Regions from separate parts of the Canis lupus genome. Here region 1 is linked to region 2. Evidence: chromatin contacts called from public Hi-C data. All regions are on one chromosome and are shown on one strand. Each heading gives the region's core, a stretch centred on a gene start, on an enhancer-like site or on the middle of the called end of the contact. The rest is flanking DNA. Distances are from core to core; before and after follow the strand shown.

What was found. A called contact is a pair of places that touch in the nucleus more often than the background predicts.
Region 1: a Hi-C map of amygdala shows a contact between it and region 2, with 7 times the contacts expected there. The contact joins the enhancer-like site here to the promoter of MEIS1 in region 2. A contact is called at or near these places in 3 of 9 Hi-C or Micro-C datasets (amygdala, blood and skin fibroblasts).

Annotation. Positions count from the first base shown.
Region 1 is chr10:67,196,500-67,200,722 of UU_Cfam_GSD_1.0, forward strand. The region is part of intron 12 of MEIS1 (homeobox protein Meis1); the gene reads left to right. Among named protein-coding and RNA genes, the nearest start is that of MEIS1, 140 kb to the left of the region's middle. Within about 2 kb of position 2,587, at least 8 of the 20 cell types and tissues checked have an H3K27ac peak or open chromatin away from gene starts, as enhancers often do.
Region 2 is chr10:67,056,859-67,061,046 of UU_Cfam_GSD_1.0, forward strand. MEIS1 (homeobox protein Meis1) reads left to right here and starts at 2,408. Exons shown (of 13, transcript XM_038551464.1): 1 at 2,408-3,346. The coding sequence starts at 3,335.

The sequences.
Region 1 (4,223 bases), core at 1,337-3,836, 140 kb after region 2:
CCCGCTGGCAGTTCCTCGGCGACGTAAATAGTCCGTCTTAAGTGAGATAATTCTCTCTTGGGGGGGCTGGTTGCTAGCAGTGAACCACCATTTATTTACTTTAAAAATTCATAATAAACTTTATAAACTAACCCGTCCCTTTGCCCCTCCTCCCCAGTCCAGGCCTGGGTGAGTAGGGTATTTTCAGCCTTTATTCTTGACGGATGCTCCGGCCCGGGTGGGGGAGGGAAAGAAAGGGGAGGAGAGAGCAGGAGGAGGAGGAGGAGGAGGAGGAGGAGGAGGAGCAGGAGAGAGATATGGGAAGCGGCGGGGGCTGGGGGGCTGGGGGCGGAGAGGCGGGCGCCGGGGGAGACCTAGGGCGCCAGTGAGGGAGAATCGGGGAATATGGAGACTATGAAGATTCGAGATCCTTAGTGTCCAATGAACTAGAAAAAAAAAAAAAAAAAAAAAAGTAGGATGCCCTGCGTCCTTCCCCTGCGTTCCCCGCTCCGCGTGGCGGCCTGGTGAGGGCCTGACTATGCTCCCGGCCTTTCTCCCCCGGCCTGGGCGTCCCCGCTCCCTTCTTAGCTTTTCCTCCTGCAAATTTCGGAGCCAGCTCCGACGTTATTGAGGACACTTACGGAAAGAAAGAAAGAACAGAGGTGCTGAGGGTGTTGCTGATGTTTCTTAAAAGGCAAAAACAAAACGCCCTCCTCTAAACAAGGGCACGCAATTGTACCTGCTTTTTAAAAAAAAATTATTATTTTATGGGGGGGGGGGGAAGCCCGCTGGTTGAGTGAGACTTTTTTTTTTAAGGCAGGATTTAAATATTTTTTTAAAAAATCAAAAATATTTTACCCTATCATATTTAATCAGCTGTAATTATAACACATTCGAAATGAATAATATGTCTTGACAGTATTTTTATTGTTATTGTTCATTGCATGATGTTCGACTGCTTTAGAAGCACAGGAAAGAGAAGTAAACGCGCTACAAATGGGGAATTACCCTCGTTTAGCATTAAAATTCATTTAGATAAAATTGCCACAAACATTTAAATGGGAAGATTAGTTCCCCCTCACGCCTTATTGCACTCGCTCAATGGTTCCGTTAAGAACATTTTACACGTTGGAAATTCCGTCTTCTCAGACGGCTTGCTGTTTCCTAGTTACCCACATTCAAAGCAAAGGCAGCAGCAAAGGCAGCCGCAGCAGCAGCAGCAGGAAAAAAAAAAAAAAAGTTTTGGCAACTGGTCTGCAATTCATCCGCCGCTGGCCCCAGCCTCCCCCCTCCCCGGCAGCCCGCCCCCCACCCATCACCTTTCCCCACCCCACCTCTTCTCTCCCCATTAAGCAATTTGCTGAGCCCTGTCCTCCAGAAAACAAGTTGCTTGGTTGCACAGTATTTGAATATAATGTTAAAATACAAAGAAGCCAGTTCGTCCCTCTCGGGGTCTCCCCTCTGGGGCTGCGGCTGGGGGTGGAGGGCTGGGGTGGGGTGGGGTGGGGAGGGGAGGGGGGGAGGGCGCTGACTTTCCTCCATCCCCTGCTCGGAGGCCACAAGGCACTTTTTTTTTTTTTTTTTTTTGGCTTTCTTTTCTGCCAGGACATTTCCAGGAAATCCACCACTGTTTTCTGCCCGCATTAGAAACGCGTGAAAGAATTAGTTTGGAAAAGTCGGTGCAACGTCTAGCTTCTCCCTCGCCTTCTCCCCGGCGCTCTCCCTTCTTCCCCCTCCGCCCCCGCCCTCCCGCCCCCTCCTCCCCGCGCAGGGCCGCAGGAGCCCGGGAACGTCGGCTTCGACTGCCATCTTTTGGGGATTTGGAAAAACGACTCGGTAGGAAACGGAGGGAGGCGGAGGCGGAGGCGCGGGGGGTGGGGGGAAACCCCCTTATTATCCTGTGTCGGAACTGGCTCCCTTAATCTCATGCTTAAATATTTGATGTGGAAAAATTACCCATAAAATTAGTTACTAACAATTTCAAATTGAAATCACTTATCGAATTATAAACGCATTAAAGCTGTATGGATGGTATTAGGGTTTCCTCGGGAGGCAGCGGGTGTCTTCCCACCGGGCGCCCGGCCGCCGAGTTCCGCCCCGGGGAGGGCGGCGGGAGGCGCGCGCGGCGCTCGGGCGCGGGGTCCGGGCCGCGGGGACCGAGCGCGCGCCAGGCCCGGGCCGAACCCCCCCTCCCCGCCCCTCCGGCCCCGCCGCCCCCGGAAACCTCCTAGGCGGGTCCGACGCTCCCGAGAAGGGAGAGCTCGCTCGCCCCGGGCCGGCGGGGCACCGACCCCCGCGGGCCGCCCCGTGCGCGCCCCTCCCCGGGCGCGGGGACCCCGGCCCGGACCCTGTGCCCCTGACCACGGCTCTCCCATTGGAGCGCGGGCCCCTGGGGGCGCCCCCACCCCCTCCCCGGGAGCGCGCTGTCTCCTCCCCGGCGCGACAGCAAAGTCAAGTGTCCTGGGGCCGCCGGGGCTCCGCGGGCGCTGTCGTGGGCAACCCGGGCCCCCTTCGTGCGGGACCCGGGGCTGCCCGCTGCCATCGCTCCCGGAGCGCCCCCGGGGCGCGGAGGGCGCGGGGACCCGGGCACGGGCTGCTGGGGACGCCCCGGAGCCCTTGTGGATGCCGGCAGGCCCTCCCTCGGCCCGCGGGAACGCGGTGAACACCTGGGTCGGCTCAAGCCCGCGGGTGGGCGCCGGGACGCGGGGGAGGGCCGTGGCACCGCGTGGCACCGCGTGGCCCGCACCCGCGCGCTCCCCTGCCCCCTCCCGCGCCCCCCCTGCGCGCCCGACTGTCAGGCGGTCCGCAGCTCTCGGGGTGGCCAGGTGCGCTGTGCACGGGGCTGGGGAGCCCCTCCCAGGTGAGGGAGCCGCCGGAAGGCGGAGGGGGTGCAAGGGGGGTGCAGGGGGGGTGCGGGGGGGGGCGGGGGGATCCCTTTCTGGCCGGATCCGCCCGCCAGCGTGTCCGTAACATTCTCTCCCAAGGCGGAGCTGAAAAAGGAAAAACAAACAACACATTGAGCAATCAGTTCGCCACCGTTTGAATCTGGAAGAGTTTTGGCCCTAAAAACGGGCGCCCCGGGGGTCCCTGGCGGGGCGGGGGGGCTGGAGGACACTTGGGGCGGCGCCCCAGGGTCGCGCCTCCGCCCGCAGCCCCGGCGGGAGAGCGGGGCGCTGAAGCCCTGGAGACGGGGGTGCGCGCGCCGCCCGCCCGCCTTGGATGGGGCCCCGGGAGCCCCGACCCGGCCCGCCCGCGGGCGCGCTCACCTCTCCCCGTGAGGCGGTACGTGCACCACCCGAGCGACCATCTCCATCTCCAGGCGGAAAACGAGTCCCGGGACCGGGACGATTCGGGCAGCGGCGAATCGAGTCACCTGCTCGGCGGCCGCGCAGCCGGCTCTGCGCGCGGGGGCCCGGGGGGAGGCGCGCGGCGCTGGGGTCCCCCGCTCGGCGCCCCGCCTGCCCCGCGGGTCAGGAGCCCCGCGCCTGCTTCCCGCGGCCCCGAGGCTGGGCTCGCCCCGCTCGCCACCCCCACGTCCTGCGCGCCCCGGGCACCCCCCCCCCCCTACTCACACCTCTGCGCTCCCAGCCCCCTCCCTCCTCCCAAAGCGGCTCGCTCCCCTTCTCCACCGAGGGGCCCCGGGCTCTCACCCCCCACGCACCCCTACGCCCCGCGGCCTCAGGTCTTGCAACTCCAGCCTGGGTAACCTTTCGCCTTCTCGCGCTCGCCTGCTTCACCCAGAGACCTGCACACGGGTGGGTGGGGGCGCTCGGCGAGGCCCCCCCGGAAGCGCCCTGCTGGAGGGGGGGCCCCCTGGGGCCTCAAACAACCAGATGCCTCCGTCTGGGGGGAGAGCCCTGCGCCCCTGGGCGGTGCCACCTCCGGGAGACCCAGCAAAGCTGCAAGCGCCCCTGCAGACGCCCCCCCTGCCCCCCAACTCTGGCTCCGAGCGGCGTCTGGCACCGCGGGGAGATGCAGGCGGGCCACGCGCCGCGTCCCCGCTGGCCGACCCACGAGGCGCCAGCTCGTCCTGGAGACTCAGTTTCCCCCGGACGGTCGTGGAAGCGGGGGAAACACAAGGCCAGGGCTGTGCGGACCCACGTACCCCACCCGACCGCGTTCTCCAGAGGTGCCTTTTCAGGTGGTCCCTAAACTGTGAAGGGCCCGCTTTGTGTGTTATCTACTGGGGGTGGGGATGGGGGAGAAGGAGACTCCCACCGCCCGCTCCCGTCTTTAATGTCTGA
Region 2 (4,188 bases), core at 1,158-3,657:
CAGGGTCTGCACGGGGGTGGGGTGGGGGGGCTGGTGGCGAAGGCTCGGCTGCAGCTCGGCTTTCTGAGCCCTCCACTTTTGGGGGGAACTGGGCGTGGACTCGTGCCGAGTGCTGGAGGCCGTGCGCGCCGGAGGGAGCCTGGCTCCAGATGCAGGTCCTGAGGGTCGCCCTACACGGTGGCCCTCGCTCCTCGAAAGCCCACTTAGCAGAAACTTGAGCCCTACCTCTCGGACGGATGCGATCTGCCCTTTAGTTTGCACGTTAAGGAGTTAGCCTCCGCACCTTTGGGAGCTCCTGATCTTTTCCAAACAACCCCTGCGGAGGACAGGAGCACCCCTCACCTCTCTCAAAACTCTTCCTCCCAGCTACCCGCCCCCCTCCTTTTAGGATGAGGGCTCTCGGTCCGCGGCCGGGCGGAGTGGGATGGGGGTGGGGGCGACGGGAGCGAGGGGCCGGCTGCTTTGGGGTGGGGTGGTGGGGGGGGGGGGGGTGGGGGGGGAGTCAGCCTTTTGGCCACCACCAGGGCGGGAATCGGGACCGGCAGTTTTGCATTCCCGGCAGATCGAAGCTCCCTGCTGATCGATTATTTGATAATTGATTTTCCCCGCAGCCAATGCGCGGCCGCCCTGGCGGGGGCGCCTCCTGATTGGCCGGGCCCTCCTCCGCGGCTGCCTACCGAGATTTGGGTGAGCTCATTTTCCAGTCGACCGCAGGGGGAGTTTTCTGCGAGGCTTCAGCTGGAGGCAGGGAAAAAAAAAAAAAAAAAAAAAAAGATCCTGCTGGGAGCAGAGCTAGCTGCGAGCCTGGCTGGAGGATGTGAGGTTTCCAGCCCCGCGGGTCGGGCCGCTGCGGCCGAGCCCTCGCGGCGTCTCGGAGCCCGGCGGGCAGACGAGCAAAAACGAAAATAACACCAGTAAATGTGATAATAAAGGGCAAGCCAAGAGGGGGAGTCGTCGGGAAGCCAGAGGGCAGGCGTTTAAGGGGAGAAAGTTGAAAAATCAGGGGGCCGGTCGGAGCCTCCGAGGCGTGGGTAGGGACAGGTTTTTGTCTGCAATCTCAGCTCCCGAAGTGAATTTCTCTCTCTCGGTCCTTTTTTTTTTTTTTTTTTTTTTTGTCTGTCGTTGGCACCGAGAGTTTTCCCGGAGCCGGGACGGTGCAGGGAGGCGGAGGGGTGTAGGGGTGCGGGGAGGGGAGCGCAGGGCGTCGCGGCGCACAGGGCCCGGGGCGCGGGGTCCCTCCAGGCCCGAGAAGACAAAGGCGACGCGGCCGAACCCGACCCCGCCGCGCCCCGGGCGCACGGCGGCCTCGCCCGCAGCGGGTCGGGGAGCCCCGTCCCGGGGTGGGGGTGCGGGCGGGGGGGTCCCCGGCCCGGGGCCGCACCCGCCAGGTCGGGGGGCTGCCCCGAGCCCCGCGGCGGGCTTCGCTCTCCGGCGAGACGCCCAATAGCTCGGTGTTTGTAAACAGGCGCTGGGGGCACCGTCCCCGCGCTCGGCTCATTGTTTCCCTCCCTTCCTCTCCCACTTCGCGCAGGACGCCGGGGGCCCGGGGGGCCGGAGGCCGGGGAGCGGGAGGAGGAGGAGGAGGAGGAGGAGGAGGTCCAGACCCCAAAGTGAGAAAACGCAAGCATTTCCTTTCCCGGGGGCCTGGGGTGGGGTGGGGGGGTGCACCCCTGACAGCGGCAGCTCTAGGCTGGGATCCGCAGGAAGCCCCAGCCTCCCCCCTCCGCCCCGCGATCTCGGGACTCCTGCTCTCATCCTTCCCTCCCTCCCTCTCTGTTTCCCCGTTTGCCTCCTTCTACGTGGGGTGGTCAGTTCCGAGAACGCACCCTTGCGTTGAGCTCACACATTCCCCCCCCCCCACCACCACCTCCAAAAACAAAAACAACAACAAACAAAAACAAAAAACAAAAAGCAACACCCCACCAGCAGCGGACCCCCAGTAATTTGCAGGAAAGTCATGAAGTCCGCGCGCCGAGAGCTCTGTTGCAAAAAAACTCCCGCGGCTGCCCACCCCCCCCCCCTGCGCGCTCCACCCCCCCCCCTGCGCGGATCCCCAATTTATTTCGAGAGAGTGGGGTGGGGGGTAGTGGAGGAGAGTCCCGAGTAGGGGTGGAGGGGAGAGAGGAGGGAGGGAGGGAGAGAGGGAGGGGGAGATTGCAAGGAACGTGGGGAATAAAGCCCGCGCCCCGGGGGCGGGGGGGGGCGGCCCTGCCCGCGCGTGTGCGCGTGTGCGCGTGTGCGCGTGTGCCCGGGGCGCGTGGGGGTTCGCGCCCGGGGCGCGCGGCTGCAGGGAGCGCCCGTGCGCCTGGGCGGCGCGGCCGGAGCCCGCCCGGCGCTCCCACCCCTGCCGAGCCGCCGACTTGCTGCAGCCCAATGCATTGTGTAAGACGCGACCTGTTATGGCCACCACTACTTCCGGGTTCTAGCATTCGGGTCGGAATCCACCTCTCCGCCTGTGCAACACACACTTTACACACGCACGGGGACTGCAAGCGGGCAGCATCGATCGTGGCTCCTTTAAGACAAACTCAGACAGACAATTTTTTTTTTTTTTTAACCCTCCTCCTCTAATCTCCCTCCAGTGCAGCAGTTGCAAAGAGGGAGAGAGAGAGAGGGGAAAGAGAAAGAGCGAGCGAGAGAAGAGAGAAACTGATTAGGAATTAGGACCGATCCGAGGGAAGCGAGCGCTAGGGCTTTGTGCATTTGAATATTCACATTTGAGGTGTTCCGACCAGAAGAAGACAGAGCGGATGATCATTCATTCACCACGTTGACAACCTCGCCTGTGATTGACAGCCGGAGTGGCAGAAAGCCATGAGATTTGGTAGTTGGGTCTAAGGGGCGCTCTCTTTTTTTTTTTTTTTTTTAAACTGATTTTTTTTGGGGGGGGGGTGGAAGAGAAGATCTGCCTTTTTTTTTTTTCTTTTTTTTTTCTTCTTTTTTTTTTTTTTTTTTTTTTTTTTTGCCCCCGCTGCTGCTGCTGCTGCTGCTGCTGCTGCTGCTGTCTTGGAAACGGAGCGCTTTTATGCACAGTGACTCGGGCGCTTTGCTTCAGGTCCCGTAGACCGAAGATCGGGGACCAAGTAGCTCTCACGTTGCTGGAGACGTGAAGGGATTTTTTTTTTTCCGTCGTGCTTTTTTAAAAAAAAAAAAAAAAAAAGATTTTTTTTTTTTGTCCTCTCTCTCTCTCTTTTTTGTTTTTTGTTTTTTGTTTTTGTTTTTTGTTTTTTGTTTTTTGTTTTTTTCCGGGGGAGTTTGCTTATTTGTTTCTTTTCACACTGGCCTTAAAGAGGATATATTAGAAGTTGAAGTAGGAAGGGAGCCAGGGAGGCCGATGGCGCAAAGGGTACGTATTAAACAACAATTGTGGAACTCAAATGTGAGATTAAATTGAAACGTGGCTGAAAGACACTGCTAAAAAGTTTCTTTTTATTCTCTCTCTCTCTCTCTCTCTCTCTCTGTCTTTTTGAATGAGGCTCCTAAAGCCGTGGCCTAAAGCGAGAGAATTTATTCAGTGCGTTTGTAGACTTATGTATGTTACATGTAATTAATTCAAGTAATCAAGTTTTCTATAGATTCCTAACCAGCAGCTATATAAATAGAAATGCAAGCTCGGGCAGTCATTCTGTTTAAAAAGCAAAAACAAAACGCACTAGATACCTAGTGCTGTAACGTGAATGTTCAGGGAGCAGAAGTTTAAGGCTATTTTTAAAGTAAATTAAGCAGCTAGAAACTTCTGATTTGTTATTGATTGTGCTCATCTCTTAATATGACTAGAAGCATTTAGCTTTTTTAAGCAAATGACTTTGCCATAGTACGATGGCTTTTGGGGTCGGAAAACATTCATCTCTGAAAAATGATTTTAATGTGCATGGATTTTTATAGAAGGTAATACTTTGAAAGTTTTTGTTACAAAAGCCCTGCACTAATTGGATACTAAGCACAGAGCTACTCACTTTAAAAATGCAATACTAATTTCCCCAATATTCCTATTTGAATGGAAATGTAGTGAGAGTAAAGTGAGACAATGACAACCCAACCGAGGTAGTCTCTTAAAAGAAAGGGGGGTCTACAAAAAGCCTTCCCTGCATAATTTGTGTCCTGGCCCTCAAAGCCCTGTTTGCAAAAGAAAGTTACTAGGCTGACACATTTTTCTTTACTGCTTTGGTTCAGGCAAATGTCAGCGTT